3 separate regions of the Sus scrofa genome follow, and regions 1 and 3 are each linked to region 2. The links are chromatin contacts, called in public HiChIP or PLAC-seq and promoter capture Hi-C maps. All regions are on one chromosome and are shown on one strand. Each heading gives the region's core, a stretch centred on a gene start, on an enhancer-like site or on the middle of the called end of the contact. The rest is flanking DNA. Distances are from core to core; before and after follow the strand shown. Region 1 holds the start of AKAP9 (A-kinase anchoring protein 9). Region 2 holds the start of PEX1 (peroxisome biogenesis factor 1). Region 3 holds the start of HEPACAM2 (HEPACAM family member 2).

Evidence for each region. Promoter capture Hi-C pulls out the DNA fragments that hold promoters and counts their contacts. HiChIP or PLAC-seq counts read pairs in DNA pulled down with a chosen protein or histone mark.
Region 1: a contact with region 2 is called in an H3K27ac HiChIP or PLAC-seq map of skeletal muscle, with 3 times the contacts expected there. The contact joins the promoter of AKAP9 here to the promoter of PEX1 in region 2. A contact is called at or near these places in 1 of 5 promoter capture datasets (fetal liver), 1 of 47 Hi-C or Micro-C datasets (heart right ventricle) and 1 of 2 datasets of contacts at active chromatin or transcription factors (skeletal muscle).
Region 3: a contact with region 2 is called in a promoter capture Hi-C map of liver, with 2.2 times the contacts expected there. The contact joins the promoter of HEPACAM2 here to the promoter of PEX1 in region 2. A contact is called at or near these places in 2 of 5 promoter capture datasets (fetal liver and liver) and 2 of 47 Hi-C or Micro-C datasets (embryonic fibroblasts and heart right ventricle).

What each region holds. Positions count from the first base shown.
Region 1 is chr9:71,893,722-71,897,065 of Sscrofa11.1, reverse strand. It overlaps AKAP9 (A-kinase anchoring protein 9), which reads right to left and starts at 1,431. Exons shown (of 50, transcript NM_001253824.1): 1 at 1,152-1,431. The coding sequence starts at 1,199.
Region 2 is chr9:72,442,934-72,446,003 of Sscrofa11.1, reverse strand. It overlaps PEX1 (peroxisome biogenesis factor 1), which reads left to right and starts at 1,286. Exons shown (of 23, transcript XM_021102380.1): 1 at 1,286-1,636. The coding sequence starts at 1,388. It overlaps RBM48 (RNA-binding protein 48), which reads right to left and starts at 1,193. Exons shown (of 5, transcript XM_003130141.5): 1 at 1,050-1,193; 2 at 322-512. The coding sequence starts at 1,193.
Region 3 is chr9:73,073,417-73,076,444 of Sscrofa11.1, reverse strand. It overlaps HEPACAM2 (HEPACAM family member 2), which reads left to right and starts at 1,573. Exons shown (of 10, transcript XM_021102395.1): 1 at 1,573-1,628. VPS50 (syndetin) reads right to left here and starts at 1,567. Exons shown (of 28, transcript XM_021102384.1): 1 at 1,407-1,567. The coding sequence starts at 1,499.

The DNA.
Region 1 (3,344 bases), core at 182-2,681, 550 kb after region 2:
ATCTACTACTGTATCTCTGCAATGTGTGCTTCAGGGATTACTGAAATCATAGACCCCAATCTCCTTAACTTGTTTATTTGGCAGGAGGGAAAGGTGAAGAAGAGAGAAGAAACAGTTAACTACATTATAATTTAATCGTGGTCCAAAAATGACTGCTAACAATCATCTCTAATAAAACAGACTATAATCTATAAACAGTAATTTCATTACAGGGAGGAAGGGGGCCTTAGAGTGGCCAAAAAAAAAAAAAAATACTCAAACATGTAATTTTTAAAAGAAATATCCTATTTAGGTTATATTTTGTCTTGCCAAATTTTTTGTGAAGCCAAGTGAATAATACCTGTGTATGATTTTGCGTTGTTTGCTTTACAGGTTTTTTTTCATACACATACATAAAACAGGGACTCAACAAGATTATATAGAGAGAGGTAAAATTCAATTTAAAGCGGGAATTCTATAGGTGTTGCTTAGAATATGGAACCCTTCGTCCCCTGAAGTTCCATTCACAGACTGCATTACTATTCCACACAATACAAAGCGCATGCCATGACAAAGACCTCCAAACACAAACATACAAAGCCAGGCTCCTAAAAACGCCCCTAAAGCGAAGTTCACAGCTGGCACTTGTGGCACACTCTTGCCACTGCTGAGGCAGCTGTCACAGGCCAATCACACACCCAAGAGTGCCAGCGTGCCACCTAAGAAAGCCTAGCTAATGATGAGCGTACAAATCCCTTACCGAATAAAGAAAAGCCCCAAATCCCCACCCTGAAGAGCACAATGCCTCCACTACCCAGAAAAGTCCCTAAGTAAAAAAAAAAAAAAAAAAAAAAAAAAGTGAAAGGATGGAAATTTATAAGCAATAAATACCAGATTAGAGCAATACGGTAAAAGAGGGATTTTATTTGGGCGTTCAAATGAGAAAGGAGCCACACCACCCAATCCTCACGGAAATATCCGCTAGGTAGTATAGCACTAAGCTTTTTCAATTGGAAAAGGGAGAGAAGAGGGCGAGGGGAAATGCGGACCCTGCAGCACCTCCCTCCCTGGCAGCGCACCGGTGCTGCAATATCTCCACTTCCCAGGCCCCCTCCGAACCCTTCCCAGCCACCGCCTCCCAGCGCAGGCCGGGCGGCCTCCGGTTCTCTTACCCTCGCTTTGCCGGCCTCCAGCTTCTTCTGCCTCTCTTCGTCCTCCATAGCTTCTGCGGGGAAGGCTGGGGGAAGACACGCAAGGGGTCAAGAGTAGAAAGGAAAGGTCGGTTCAGACGGAGGTGGGACCGCAAGCTCCACAGCCCCGCTCGCGGGGCCGGGCCGGCGCTCCTCCCCGCCCGGAGTGGAACCAGTCTCCTCGCTCACTGGCTGACAGTACTCGGCCGCACGAGCAGCGTCGTCACCGCCGCAGCCGCCATCTTCGTCTCCACGTAAACACACGGCGGGACGGGCGGGAGGGCGGGGGGCACGTCAAGCCGCGCAGCCGCCTCAAGCCTCGCGGCGCCGGGCAGGTGCTCCCGCGGCCCCGCCCCGTCCCGCGCGCCCCGCCCCCGCCGGCCCAGTGCTCAGCAGCCAGGGCGACCCCCGCCCGGCCTCCGATCCTCGCACCCACACCCGAAAAACTAGCTAGGAGAGCACCCTCGCCAAGGGCCGAACGCCACTCTCCAGGTGGCGGAGAGGGTTGGGAGAGAGGGAGTGTGCCAGGGGACCCAGTCGGACCCCCACCACTGTCCAAGGACTCAGTGGTCGTTTTTAAAGCCTTGAGATTTTGCAAATTTCTAAAGAAAAAATAAAACCCAAGTGCCTGATGGCGAAATTGGTGAAGGCTGAAAAGTCCCAAAGGAAAAGACGGGGGTAAGGGTGGATCGGGAAGAGGATCCACCGGACACTTTTTCAACCTAGATTGACTCCTCCACCCGAAGGACGGGGAAGGCAGCTAGCAGCTCTTATTGCGGAGGGCTGCAAAGACGGCTAGTAGCTCTTATTGCTTGCTTCCTTAGCGGAAAGTCCCTCTCCGATCTCGGGTTCATCCTTAAAGGCCCACCTCACACGCCGCCTGGAATAGCTTTTCTGATCTCTTTGTTCCCTCCACCGCAACCGGGAGTATCCAGCCTCATCTTAATCCCCTCCCACTCCTCCTTGGAGCTTGCCCTTAGTTATGGTGTCCTGAAATGAGCCTAGGCTTTGGAACCTAGGTTGAGGACAAAGCCAGGATAAACTTTCTAGCTTAGATGATCTTGAACCAAGTTACCTATCTTCCTTGAGCTTACCTGGAAGTTTTGGAAGGGTTGTTAATATATATGAGTTAACATGTGTTATATTAAAAAATCCTTAATGTCAGTTTCCTCTCTCCTTGTATTCCTGTATGCATACTGCGTGATATTTTAAAACCTTGCGCCCTTCTTAATTCACCTCATATACCTGACTTCTTAAGGGCAAAGACTATCTTGCTAATTTTGGCATTGCTAAAATGACTAGCGTAATGCTTTGCACCCAATGAACACTTGTTGGATTGAATTGAGCCACTTTAATAAATTGAGCATGACTCTCTTTCCTGTATTTTCATCTGTTCCCTCAATACTTTTTCCTTCTCATCATCTTACCCTCAAATCCATTCCTGGGGTGAACTACACTTTTTAATTTCTCAGGTTGATCATGTTTCTCCTTTGTTTTGGATTAGGCTGGACTGAAAAACTAGCAGGTATGAATTAAAATAAGCGGAGTTCAATCATAGAAGTGGTGTTAAGTGAAAACTAAGGTTTAAAAAAGAAAAGGAAAAAAAAAACTAAAGATCTAAAAATCTTAAGTCCACTACAAACTGAAGACTATTTTTAAATAGTCATAATTTAGAAATTCTTAGATTTAAAAAAGACTTTTTGTCCTCAGAATCCACAATGCATACATATTGCGCCAGTTTGTAATACCCAATATATTTTGTCCTGTTTTCCTAACCTGAATTGAGAAATGGGTGAGAATAAACATTTTATTAGAATAAAAGAATTGAGACAATAAAAGAAGAGATGATTTATTTAGTTGTCACCAAGCTAATCAGAGTAAAACCGGATCTAGAACCAAGTGTTCTAAAATGCACGATTTAAGTACTGCCTGGACAGAGGGATTGTGTTTATAGATTCTGATCCTCCAGGAGGAGGAAGCTCTACAATATCTAAGGTATTTCTGTTTGTTACTAGACACTGCTTTCTCAGTAGAACCTATTTGTTGCAGTGTGTGCTGAAATGTTCAAAAAACATTTCTGAAAATATTTGAGAGCCTTCTAAAGCAACAAGATTATTGCAGTGTTTCCCTTCACTAAGACTAGCCAGTTATACATGTCTGTTTTATACATAATAG
Region 2 (3,070 bases), core at 37-2,536:
CCTTTTACCATACTGGTGTCTAAAGAATAAGAAAACAGTCTTAATGGGGTCAAGTAACCTGTCCATGGTCATGATGTTAGTAAACAGTGAAACTTGAAAATTTACTCCCAAACCAATTTTTAATCTACCATACTACACACACAAAAAAATTGTTAAGCATGGGAATGACGTGATAGAAAGAGTTTGGTAGGGCTAACATTTAAAAAGACTAGAAGAATACAGGGTCATGTTAGTTACTGGGTAATTCAGAAATGAATGAGGGAGGCCAAATGTAGGCAACGGGAATGGAGAAAATGAGACACTGTTTAACTTGCATATTACCTTGCACTTTGTAAATTGAGAAATTTAATAAGATAAACTTCTGTAAAGTCTTCTGCTGGGTATTCATCTAGAGCATTATACTGTTCAATTGCACCATACAAAGCAAATCGCTCAACTAATTCCTTCATGGCTCCGACTGCAGGAACTCCTTGTATTAATAAGTACCGAGATTCCAAATTGATCGTGTAAACCTATAAGAAATCAGACACATTAAATGTATTTCACAAAGAAGCCTGGGACAAATCTAATCCTATATTTTTTTAAAGTTGAAAAAAACACCTTTCGACTGGTTTGCATAAAAACAGGAAATCTAAAAACTTGCCCCTCTCTCTACATAATGAATAGTTTACCCTTCTTGCAAAGGCCTTTAGCTAAAGCACGTAACATTATCTTCCATCAATGTGTTTTCCACAAATTAGCTCGGTAGAAGTTACAGGGACGAGTTAACAAGTATTCGCTGAGCGTTTACCATGTAACAAGGACCACTGTAAACACGGAAGATACAGTGACTGAAACACAGCCCTCTTCTCACGGAGCTGAGGTTCTAGCAGTAGACTAAAGAGCACTCAAGCATCTTTGGTACTTGAGTACCAGCGTTTTTCATATTCTTCTTCAGTTAATCGATGTGACCGCAGCCTCTCAAGATGTTATTTACGTAAGCTGGGCATGTGAAGCTGGAACTCACAGAAAGCTACCGGGGATAGCGATTGAAACCAAAGTCACTTTACCCTGACAGCGCGAGGGCGGCGCCCCTCTCGATACTTGGCCCGCGAGTCGCATACAGCCCTTTGGACGTGGTGATCGAATAAGCCTCCTAGCTGCCCGCCGCTCAACGCCATCTTGCCGGTGTTATCCCTCGCGAACGACAACATCCGCCCCGTTGCCCCACCGTTTACCCAATAAGAGAGAGGGGTGAGTTAAGGCGTTCCGAGATTGGCTGAAGAATCGACACCGTCGGCCATCGTTTCCTGTGAGCGAGGATTTGGTGAAGAACGTGTCGCCCCCCAGCGGCGCGGCGGAAAGGCCCTGAGAACAGGCGCAGGCGTGCTGGCCCCTCCCGCTCCGGATGCGCCGCGGGGCCTTAGGGGGCGGGGCCGATCGATCGTCTCCGGGTCCGACGCCCGCGACCTGCGGGGTTGGCCCGGGAAAGATAGGTTGGGCGGCTGGGGGTCGGTGCCTGCAGACAATGTGGGGCGGCGATCGCCTGGCGGGTGCTGGCGGAGGCGGGGCGGCCGTGACGGTGGCCTTCACCAACGCTCGCGACTGCTTCCTCCACTTGCCGCGGCGCCTTGTGGCCCAGCTACACCTGCTGCAGGTAAGGCGCCCGCTTGGTGCCGGGCTCTCACCACCGACTTGGGACAGCTGCTGGCCAGTCTGCGGTCGGCCGAGACCCAGGCCTTTTAGGGACGCAGCGGCCGCTCAGGCCTCTCCCGGCGGCGGGATTAGGGCTGCTTTCCCAGCCCCGCCGACCGGTTCAGAGGCCACACTGAGGACCCCTTGCGGGCAGGGCTGGCCTGGGCGCTCTTGACAGCCACATCACGTCTAGTGCAGCACGGCTTCTTTGAGTTGACCTGCTGTATTCCAGGTCTTTTACTCGCCGGAACTGGGCTTTGAAACGCCCCGATATTCTCCCTCTTCGTTCAACTATTCCTCACTCCAGGTTGGAAAAGCTCTTGAGAAGTCGGGTTTGTTTGTCTTTTGGGATTCTGTTCTGTTTTGTTTCATTATTAGAAAACGTTTTTCCTGCCAGCGATTTCCAGGTGCTTGCATGGCTGTGGTCCCGGCCTTCAGAAAGAGGGGCGGACTTGGTTTGTGAAGTCTCTATTGGTTAACAGAGGTGGAGCCCTGTGTCCCACGAGCGGGATAGATTAATATGAACCTTCTTCCTGTGTCTCCAAACACCTCCGGGGTGCTCCAGGAATGTGCTGTGGGAGTATGCATACTTGGTCATAGGTAGTTAGAATTCCTTGAACCTCTGTTTTCACTTGCGCTCTGCACCTTGTGGTTGTGGCGGTTCATAGCTCTAACACTTGCATGGTTACAGAGATGCAACATCTGTATTTTCCTAATTGTAAAGTGGAGACACCTGGTTTACGAGTTTGAGCGTGCTTGCTTAAGGGGCTAAAAGGATAGGCTGTTTGAAATCTTCGAAAATCCTGAATGCATAGTACCCACTGGTTTGCAGTAATTTCAACAGTTTGCAATAATTTCAAATATCTCCCTTTTCCATTTTAGCTACTTCTCTGTAACTCCTTTTCTAGAGTATTTTCCCCTATCTTTCATAGCACATTAATTTCAACAGATCCTGCCATTATTTCTTTTACTATAAAGTAGGCAGTCTCTTGGCCCTGATAAGCTTCCTTCTGGCTGGAGATGAGTTAGTTATTATCACCTGGTCCCAGGTAGCTGCTCCCTGCCCTGTGCTTTCAGCTTTGATGATTTTCCACGTGCCTTCAAATCCCCACCTAATGAGTTTATAGTAATGTAGAGTAACTGATAATTTTATCTAAGATGTGGATGCTGTTTTACCTTCATCACTATTTAAGAATTTAGTGGTCTTGATCTTTGTTTTACATTTTGAGGCTTCAGTAAGAATTAGTTCATGAAATTTTTTTTTGAAATATAAATCCCTTTAGCCTTGGAAAAAACTTGTTTCTATCCAGCCTATATCAGCAGATTAGGCCTACTTTTTTTCCCCAATTATAAAAGTAGTACATGCTTTATAGAAAATTTGGAAGCATGGAAAATT
Region 3 (3,028 bases), core at 324-2,823, 630 kb before region 2:
AGGCCCAGGAACTGTGTTAACCCCTTTTTTTAATCTCTTTACTTTGATCATATCATATAAATATCACCACTATAAAAGCTCCATGAGCTACATGTTATCATTCCTATTTTCTTTAAAATAAATACTGAAAAAAATTAGGTAACTTGCTCAAAGTCACACAGCTACTACAGGATGGAGCAGGACCCAAACCCATCTTCAGGTACGAACCCATACTCAACAAATATGAGGGGCTTCTAAATGTTACTACCTACTTACTTAAATCTTTTATTATTCACAGACTTCTTAATTTTATTTTTTTTCATGATATTAACAGTAGAATTTGACAGAAGTAAAATAATCATATAGGATTCTTGTATTCTTCACCAGAGATCTACAATGTGTAACCTATTCGGATATCTCTCAATTCTGAACTAGGAAATAAGAATTTAATTTGGAGCTTGCAGGCTTTTTTTTTAATCAACAATAAAAAAACCTCGTAAATGAACCTTTCACTAAATGATTATCCTCCACATTTTCCTAAGTTCTCAAAACCACATTGACTTAAAACTCTAAATTACACTTCTCTCATATAAATATAATAAAGAATAGCCAATTGTAGTAAAAAGAGTTGAAATAAAGGTATCTAAAGTCAAACCATAATCAAAAAGCACATAAAAGTACATTTCTGCCACTTCTTACATGAAAGAAGCTGACACATTATTAGGAAGTCTCTAACTTTTATGAAATGAGATAGAAAAGAGCCAAAGGTTTTATTCATGAATTAGGATTCTGGCGAAAAATAAAAGATCATTATTTTAACATGACATGGATTTTTTTTAAAGTATTATTTCGCATATACTAACTTACTGATGAATCCCCTAACAAAACTGTGAGACAAGATGAACAAAAATAATTATCATTCTCACTTTCACATCCGGAAATTAAAGCTACTAGGTTTAGGGACTTGCTCAAAGTCATAAAACTACCAATTCTATGTTCAAATTATCCTCTTTTTTCACTCTTTTCAGCCATCTCTATTACACAGACCTCACTTCCCTACCCAGGCCACCTGCTCACAGCCTACAGGCAGCCTGGACAAAAGAAACTCTGCAGGATAGACAGGGCTGTCACTGTAAAGTTGGCAAAAGGGAGAAGCGGGGGCGGGGGGGGGAGAGGCAAAAATAGCCTCTGACTCCCACATTGACCTTGTCTAAAGAAATGTTTCTGGGTCACCGGGACCCGCCTGATCAGGGCTCCAAATACGGCCGCTCGTCTGAGCTTTCCAGAGTGTGCCCAGGCTTTCTAATGCCTCTGCCACCTGCCACCACCTATAACTTAGGTCTCTGCCTGCCGCGGCCCAGGGACACAACATCCCGGTTCCTCTCCCAACGGAGAAAGAGGCCTTTGCTTCAGCCCCTTCGACTTACCTGTCGGGTCATTAGAGATTTGATTTTTTGCATGTCGGAACCGCGAGGGTATACCCTGCCGCAGAGAATTAACAAATCACTCAGCACCACCATACAGCTGGCCCCGACACAAGGAAGCCATAGTGAGTGGTCACGTGGAGCTGCCAACTCCGGGTCTCCTTCCTTTCCTCGAGCATGCTGGGAACTGCAGTCTTCCGGCCCCCGCCGGTACCTGCAATGGAGGTGAGAGGAAGGCCCAGGTACTACATTTCCCGGCACGCAAAACAGCTGACTCCGAGGTTAAACCAACAAATCTTGTTCCTCTGAGTGACGGCGATGGTCGCCGGTCTTTAAAGAGGTACTTGGCCTGAGGTAGCTCTTCCTCGGCGAGGCGAAAACCTACTGGGTGACCAAGTATTGAGCGACAGGAACAAACACTGAGAAGACGGTATTATAAACCAAACTGACGCGATTCCCCCTAGGAGTGAAATGGAGGAAACCCTACCTGGTCTAGAGGGGCGGGGTCGGAGGACGAGAGGCTGACGCGAAGGGACGGGGAAGCTAGGGAAAGCACGCTCCAAGAAGTGACCTGAGAACTTAGCACTCCCCAGGTAGCGCTGGATCCGGCCTGAGGAAAAGTGTGGTCCACGTTGTCCAGTAGGCCGCTGTCCAGAGTTAGGACTGTTCTTCCTCAGTCCTAGTGTTGGCATCCACTGCAGAACACCAAAACCACAGGCTTTAACACCCACCTATCAGTTTGCCACCTGTGTCATCTAAGGAAAGGCAAGATGGAAAATATAACAATAATAACCAGTATAAATGTCACTTGAGCATCCTCTTTTCAACTTTCAGCAATTTATTTAAAGTGAGGAAAGGAATAGGGGAGTCGTTTGGAGTTCAATTTAAAAACCAACTTTCTAATTATGAGAATACCAGAAAAAAAGCTACTGAGAGCTAACAGTAATAGCTAACATTTGTTGAGAGCTTACATGACAAAAACTCTAATAGTTTTACATATGGTATCTCATTTATCCACACATCCTTCTTCTGGGTATGGTACTATTTTACCCATTTTCAAAATGAGGAAACTAAAGTATGGAGTAACTAAGCAACTTGCCTAAGATTACTGCAGATGTGCAAGCAGAAACAGGACTGATTATCCAGATGTTTTAAGTAAGGGTTTCATGTATGGTGTTGAAGAGTGGGTCCTAAAGTGTGATACTAATGATTTTTTAAATTTTGCATCTGTTTTCATTAATGTTTATTAGGAAAAAAATAAGACACAGACCTGTGGTTTGAAAAATATGTCTTAGGACAACTAAAGAAATGCTAAAAGTGTGCCTAACTAATGAAAAATATTAGATAAACAGTAGTATGGGTGGTGGTCAGATATGGCAAAAATAATAAAAGTGGTTTGCAAGTGACTGTAGTTTGGGGACACTAAAATAGAGGTTATTTACAACTCTGAAATTCTATTTGATCGCTCAGAATCTTATTTTTACAAATGAGGTTGTATTATTTGACTTAGGTTTTGTAAGAATAAGTGAGAGGATGTAGGTAAGTACAATTTATAAATTTTAAAGCACCTTACAACTATGAAGTATTATAGTCTTAATTCCACCCCCATTGCTCCAACAGAACCA